Regions from separate parts of the Zea mays genome. Here region 2 is linked to region 1. A link is a contact called in public HiChIP or PLAC-seq data. All regions are on one chromosome and are shown on one strand. The core of a region is the stretch at or near the end of the contact, and the rest is flanking DNA. Distances in the headings are between cores, read along the strand shown.

The links. HiChIP or PLAC-seq counts read pairs in DNA pulled down with a chosen protein or histone mark.
Region 2: an H3K4me3 HiChIP or PLAC-seq map of leaf shows a contact between it and region 1, with 2.4 times the contacts expected there. The contact joins the promoter of LOC100282753 here to the promoter of LOC100193847 in region 1. A contact is called at or near these places in 3 of 25 Hi-C or Micro-C datasets (bundle sheath, leaf and tassel) and 1 of 3 datasets of contacts at active chromatin or transcription factors (leaf).

Annotation. Positions count from the first base shown.
Region 1 is chr9:158,376,431-158,379,929 of Zm-B73-REFERENCE-NAM-5.0, reverse strand. LOC100193847 (cyclin dependent kinase inhibitor) reads right to left here and starts at 1,760. Exons shown (of 3, transcript NM_001138928.1): 1 at 1,036-1,760. The coding sequence starts at 1,403.
Region 2 is chr9:158,135,718-158,139,259 of Zm-B73-REFERENCE-NAM-5.0, reverse strand. LOC100282753 (24-methylenesterol C-methyltransferase 2) reads right to left here and starts at 1,651. Exons shown (of 1, transcript NM_001155659.2): 1 at 1-1,651. The coding sequence starts at 1,403. The coding sequence ends at 291.

The sequences.
Region 1 (3,499 bases), core at 511-3,010:
TTGAGTGCGACAGATGTGGATGTGGTGGTGACTTTGGGGGCAGTGGGCGACTGAAATTTCTTACAAAAAGAGCCTTTGATGGGCAAAAGATTGGGAGGGTCACCGCCGAGCAGCTCCACCACTAACCGAGAGGCAACTATACAGCACAAGGGCAAATGCAAGCGGACGAAGCACTGCTCCTGTAGGGCAGGGGCCAGGGGGAGATGGAGAACAATGGGAAAGGAGGCAACTTTCTGGCTATGGGTAACGACTAGGAAACGGCCACCAGACGAGATTCCACCGAGTGCAAAACACTGTTCATAGAGTAAAGTTTAAAATAGAAGATAAGATGAGTAAGGCCTAAGATATGTGCTTTTGATTGTATGGGGTGCGATAACAAAAGGACTTGGCAGGCACCTTACTGAGGATTACCTGTTTCTTTGAGCAAAAAAAGTGCAGCTGTTAGGTGTCTAAACTGGGATTCTCTTAGGTTATACGTAGAGGATTACTTGTCCAATCACTAGAACGAACAGGTTAAGTGAATCAAATGGCACAGCTACGATGAACAAGACTTCGGAATATTAGCTAGCTACTCGACAAGAACTTCGCTAAACGAATATTCATTTTTTGGGGGGCAAGTACAGGTGATTTTTGGACGCATGAGAAACTGAGCTTGAACGCAAGAAATGAGCAACGGCACGGTATTAACTATTAACGTCGTTGTACTCCTTGGAACGCAAAAAAAGTTACCGCGTTGTTGAATTCCAGCCAAAGAGTGGACTTGTCGGCCGCAACGTTGTCCCGGGAACGCAAAACAAAGCGTTCCGCACCACTGGTTAGGATAATGGGGGGAAAATATTGGGATTCGGCGCCCAAATGTCGGCACCAGTCAACTGCGAATTCGAAGCGCTAGATACCCCGCGGCGGCGCTAAACGAGTGGAATCAAAAGACAAAGAGTGAACCCTGACTCCCAACATAAACCCTAACCAATCCCCCTTGCGGCGGAAGGAACAAATTGGACGAGGGCCGGAGCAGAGGAGGCCGAAAAATCTCACCTTTCCATGGCGTCCAAGTCAAGCACGTTCTCCCCGAAGGAGACCTCGACCTCGACCTCGTCCTCCGCCAGCGCGTGCGGCGCGGCGGCGGCGGAGGCGGCCTTCCTCCCGGCGCCCCTCTTGGCTGCGGGGGCGGGCGGCGGCGGCGGCAGCGGCTGATGCTCCTTATGAGGCTTCTCGAGCCTCCGGCTCCTGAGCTCGAGGTACTGTCCGGCGGCGTCATCCGCGTCCCCCTTGTCGAGCGGCCTCTGCGCCCTCTGCAGCGCGAGCGTGCGGGAGCGGGTGCGGACACCCAGCAGCGCGCCGCCGGGGACCTCCATGACGGCCACCTCCCCGGACATCTTGCCCTTGCGCATGTACTTCCCCATGGCCTGGTCGTCAGCTGGTCCCGTCCGTGCTAAGCTTCCCCTGCCGCGCGGTCGCGGCTCGCTGGAGAGGGGAGCCGAGGCGTTGGTGGTAGGTAGGTAGGTAGGTGGGTGTGGGTGGGGCGGGGCGCAGTCGCACGCAGCAACAGGGGAATCCCGGGAATAACGGGGAGGGGAAGACGAGGGCTCTGCAGGGCGTAGGAGCAGACCGGGCGGGCGGGCGCGCGCGCCGTGCCTTGTGCTGCGGTGCCGTGCGTTGGCTAGCGGGAAAAGGCGCGGGCGGGCGCTGCTATTTAGAGAGAGAGAGAGAGAGACGGGGAGAAAGAGAGAGAGAGCAGGGGAGGCGGCTGCGACTGCGAGTTGGGGCTGGGCCTTGGCTTAGGTAAGAGAGAGAGAGAAAAAGAGTTGGTGGGTGGCCGCCTGGGCGGGTGGCGCCGCGCTTGTTGCCGCGTGTTGGGTTCTTGTACTGGACGGAGACGCCGGGCAATGGGGAATTAGGGAGGATGGGGATGTCCGTGATCTGATCACCAACACTGGCGGGTGGTGTTCGTGGCGTGGGGAAAGGGAGATGCTCTGCACTCGTTCCTGGTTCCTTTCTAAATTCCGTTTCTTCCTTTTGTGACCCCTAGCACTCACGAGCTGCCATCAATTACAGATACTCTTATACGACCGAATTTTTTATTTTTAGCTTTTAAAATATATTTATATTTACAATACGCATGCTTTATTTTTTGTTTGACTCTAGGCTTGTTGTTGATGATGTAGATCAGTGATCACAGCATTGAGCTAGCACGTCTTATGACGCCGAGGCGTTTGGTGTGGGGTCTGATTTACCGTTGACGTAGATAACGCCTTGATGCTTTTGGATCTTGACGTAGAGCTCAATATCAAACCATTACCTAATAGGTTTTGGACTTTTGGTACACAAAATAAAAGCGTAAAAATACATTAGTGGTTCTATAACTTAGCATGGTGTATTATTTGGGTACTCGAACTTAGAAAACCAACAAAACGGAATCTCTAATTTAGTCGGCTCATGCAAAACCGTTTAAAACTGAGTTTGCTCAAATCGAATACCGACATAGCATACTAATTCCAAGGACCCTGGTATATTTTTTAAAAGAGGTGATGTGGGATCCATGACTCTCATATGAGAATCATGACTTGAGGGGGTAAACTTGTACACCTCTATAAAGTTCGATCAAACCGATATATTAGTATTGTTCGCGGTTATAAGCGGCATGAACCCTCGTAGTCTCGTACAATTAAAAGCTTTGTGGTGGATGGTTAAGCTTGATGATGATAACTGTTTATGCAATTAATTAATTGGGAAGACGATAAGGAATCTCGACACTGTATGACTTGTGTATCGGAGCAGTAAAGTAAAGCAGTCACTCATGTTCCAAACAGTAATGGATCGGGTGAAAATACTTGTGCGTATTGAATAGACCATTAATGTTGAACCTTTGACGTCACTCCCCGGCATCAATTCATGGCCTACCACACCATCGGATCCATGGCAATGTTGTCCCTGAAATATAGAAGAAAGAAGAACACACTGCTGTATATGCTGAAAGAAGGGGGGCTCTGCATGGAATGGATCGAGTTTGCGGAGGGCCCGGCCCGGCATTGAAGGCACTGGTACATCGTCTACGAATTACGGCGATATGCTACACGATCTCGGCCGCCGGACAGACCACGGCCCTACTGCACGAGGCGTGAGTTGAATTGATTCTATATCATTCAGTGTCACTGTGTATTCAATTTGCTTTTCGCAGACCTGGCCCCGCACAGTGTCCCCCCGGCCCGTTATCCTACGTCACGCCCACGTTTCATTAGCACACGTTTCAGAGATAGTCTGTGTTGGCGCACTCGATGTGTACCGCCGCACAGGCGCCGCGGACGGTATGAGATGGCGCTGAGTGTTATTCCTTCTCGCTGCCATCTAGATCTCGACCTTGGGAGAGATATCTTAGGGTGTTCCGAATCGACAGCCCGACAATAAATTAAGGGGGTGTTTGAATGCACTAGAACTTATAGTTAGTTGGCTAAAATTTGTTAGTTGAATTAGCTAGCTAACAAATAACTACCTAACTATT
Region 2 (3,542 bases), core at 402-2,901, 240 kb after region 1:
GAAAATAAATTTAGATCCCAACCTCGACCTCCCCGGAACAATCCGTCCACCAAAAAACAAAAATTAAAACTCAAAGCTACGAACAGGGAAAAGAGTAAACGGAGAGAAGCATCGTTCCTAGTAGTATCTTCTTCTCTAATAGATCAATTTGTAACTTCTTCAAGTCGCCGATTAGCCTGCTCTTCTTACCTCTGGTGCTGCTGCTGCTTGCATCTTTTTCCTCCCTCCCCATTTTCTCCCCCTTGCGGTGGGCGAGTAGTAACTGATTGGTGGCGGTGTGTAGTCTTACACTAGTTGGCCTCCTCGGTGGAGGCGGCGGCGGCGGGCTTGCGGAGGAGCACCATGTGCATGGGCGTGAAGATGCCGGTCTCGCCGCCGCGGGTGAGGTGCTGCGCGGTCTCGTAGAGCATCTCGTGCACCTCGGAGACGCCCTTGGGCGCGACCCGGAGCATGGTGAGCACGCGGACGACGAGGGAGTTGCGCCAGTAGGCGATGCGGCCCATCTTGAGGCGCGTCCACCAGGGCAGCGCGGGGGGCAGCGCAAGGTCCTGCTCCTTGAGCACCTCGAAGCCGACCTCCTTGGCGATGGACGCGATCTCGTCCTGGCGGCGGAGCCCCGGGAGCGCGTCGCCGCGCTCGATGCCGTGGATGCACTCGACGTGGTCCGGGTCCTCGGCGCGGTACAGCGGGGTGGTGACCCACTCGTAGGAGACGTAGAGTCCCCCCGGCTTGAGCACGCGGTAGACCTCGCCGTACACGTCCTGCAGCCTGGGCGCGTGGCAGGTGGCCTCGATGGAGTAGGCGCCGTCGAAGGAGGCGTCCGGGAACGGCATGGAGAGGAAGTTGCCGCAGACGACCTCGCAGCGCGGGGAGTCGAGGCCGGCCTTGCGGTTGTGCGCGCGGGCGCGGTTCACCTGGTACTCGTTGATGGTGATGCCGACGACGTTGGATCCCGAGTGCGCGGCGATGGCGCGCATGGGCCCGCCGACGCCGCAGCCGACGTCCAGGAGGCGGTGGCCCGGCCTGGCGCCGAGGAGGTCGGCGACGCGCTCCTCGTGGACGCGCGTGGCGTCGCGGTGGGAGCGGCCGGGGAGGGACGGGGAGAAGTGGAAGGACTGGCCCCACCCCCACTCGTAGATGTCGGTCACGAGGTTGTAGAAGGTGTCGACGAAGGCCGGCACCTTCTCCGCCGACGCCGCCGTGGTGGCCGTCTCCTTGGGGCGGCGGAAGAAGGACCAGTACTGCGTGTACTTGTCCTGCACCTTGTCCCGCGTGATGGATCCCATCTTGAGATCCACCGCCCGCTTGCCCTTCACCTCCGCCGCGCCCATCACCCAGACGAACCAGTACACCAGCCCCGCCCCGACCACCGCCGCCGTCCACACCATCGTCGCCGCCTCCATTCTCGCCGGCCCGTGGGCCTACCTCTTCAACGGCGAGCGGCGAGGAGGGGGGGAAGGGAGGAGAGGGGAGCAGGAGGAAATGAACAGGAGGAAGGGGGTGATTTGTCTGCGCTCAAGGATATACTAATCCAGAGTCCAGACAGGCTAGACAGCGCGTGAGCAAGGCGATATTTTGTGCAAGTACAGCGCTGAGCGCGGCGCGTGCTGGCTGTGCTGTGCTAGCCCGATTTGATCGGACGGCCGTGCCGAGACAGATGCCGATGCGTCAGGGGCAGCGGCCAGCCAAGTTTTTTATGGGAGGAAGTGCCGTGATTTTTGGCCGTGCCATGCCAACTGCCAAGCACGGCTGGCGTCGGGGGCCTCGGGGCGGTGCATGAAGGAGGTCGGAGCGGTGGGCTCCAGCCATGCAGATTGTTTCCGGCACACGGCGTGGGGCACGAGGCGACCGCTCGCTCGCAGAGTCGCGCACTCGCGCTGGCAGTCTGGCACTGGCACAGTTGAGGATGAGGCCCGGTTGGCATGGACAGCCTGCCGTGCCGCCATGTGTGTGCCTCTGTGGTGAAGTGCCCGGGCGGCGCGGTTAAAACTCTCGGTCGGGATTTGGCGAAAACCAGTGGGTTTTACCGATCCGGTCGGTCCGGGGTCGGTTTCCCAACCTTTTATTTTAAAAAAATTGAAAATCTTTATAAAAAAATCGTAAAAGCATAATGAAATACTAAACTCTTTAGTGTTGTTATATGTTTATATTTAGTTTTTAACCGAAACCCGCTCGAGTCGCACCAAAAATCGGTTCTTTTCAACAGAAAACCGCTCGAGTCGCACCGAAAACTGTTTTCAGATTTAAAATCACAAACCATTCGAGATTAGCGGTTTTCGGTTCCCGATGACTGATGGTTTTTTAAGGGGGAACGGTTTATTAAACCCTGCTGGGCGGTCGGTTTAGAACAAACAAACAATGTACACAAGTACCATCAAAAGTTTGTAGAAGCAAGATATTCTAAAACATTTCGGGGCTCGCCAAGTTATTCTACAACATTTTGGGCCTGGCTTCACGTTCAGCGGCATCAATGGCTTCTTTTTTTTTCCTAGCCCCGGGCATCGAAGGCCAGAGCACGCGCAGTGTCGGTACCGAGCCCCCATCAATGCGTCTTGTGTTGATGATGTGCCCCAAATCGTATATGCGTTGCGCTTGCGACTTAAAGCTGTCTCCAGCAACGTACTGTATATCAATTCTTTATATCTGTTTTTTATAATCTTCTCTAAAAGATTTTATCCTCTATATCTTCTTTCTCTCCAACAACATCCTTTATACGCAAATACCTATATTAAAGACTTTTTTATTTTTTATTTTTTTACATACATATTTGTCATACTCTTAAATGTATTGTATATATTTTAGTTTTGTTAAACCGGTTATTTAAAGTATTCAAATGGATAGAGGACAATTTAGAAAAAAAACTTTATATATAGAAAATCCAGCAGCGTCCTCTAAATTTAGAGGACGCTGCTGGAGAGCGTAGAGAACCGTTTGGTCCTCTATATTTAGAGTACATGAGGCTTTATGGACTCTTGCTGGAGCTAGCCTACCCTTGAGCTAGCCCCTACTGCCAGTAACCCTTCTGCGCCCGCCATCATCGGTTGTCGGTGTTTTGAACAAGCATCAACGAGTGAATTTATGTACGCGCGTTTTAGGCATACATGGTATGCTCCATGGACGTGAGTGTAGGAAACAGTGACACATTAGAGGGTGAATTATGGCTTCTAAAAACTTATTTCTAAACTAAGTGACAAAAAACCATAGAACAAAACATACGCAAATAAACAATCTAAAATGTGTACATTAGGTTTTGTCTAAGTGTTGCTATTTCTACCATAAAAAAGTGTTATGCAACCTAAGTTCCAATCATATGTAATCTAGACTAAGAATAGTAAAGATTGCAACTTCAGTAGAGAGAGTAAATGCAAAAGATCAAAGAGCTAGCAGAGAAAGCAAACTCTAATGAACGACGCCAGTATTTTTACCGAGGTATCTGGAACCACGCAAGGTTCCGACTAATCCTCGTTGGTGCCACTACGTGAAGTGTAGTCCACACGAGGGCCAAGCACCACGAACGAGTAATTTCGTAGAGAGTCGCAGGC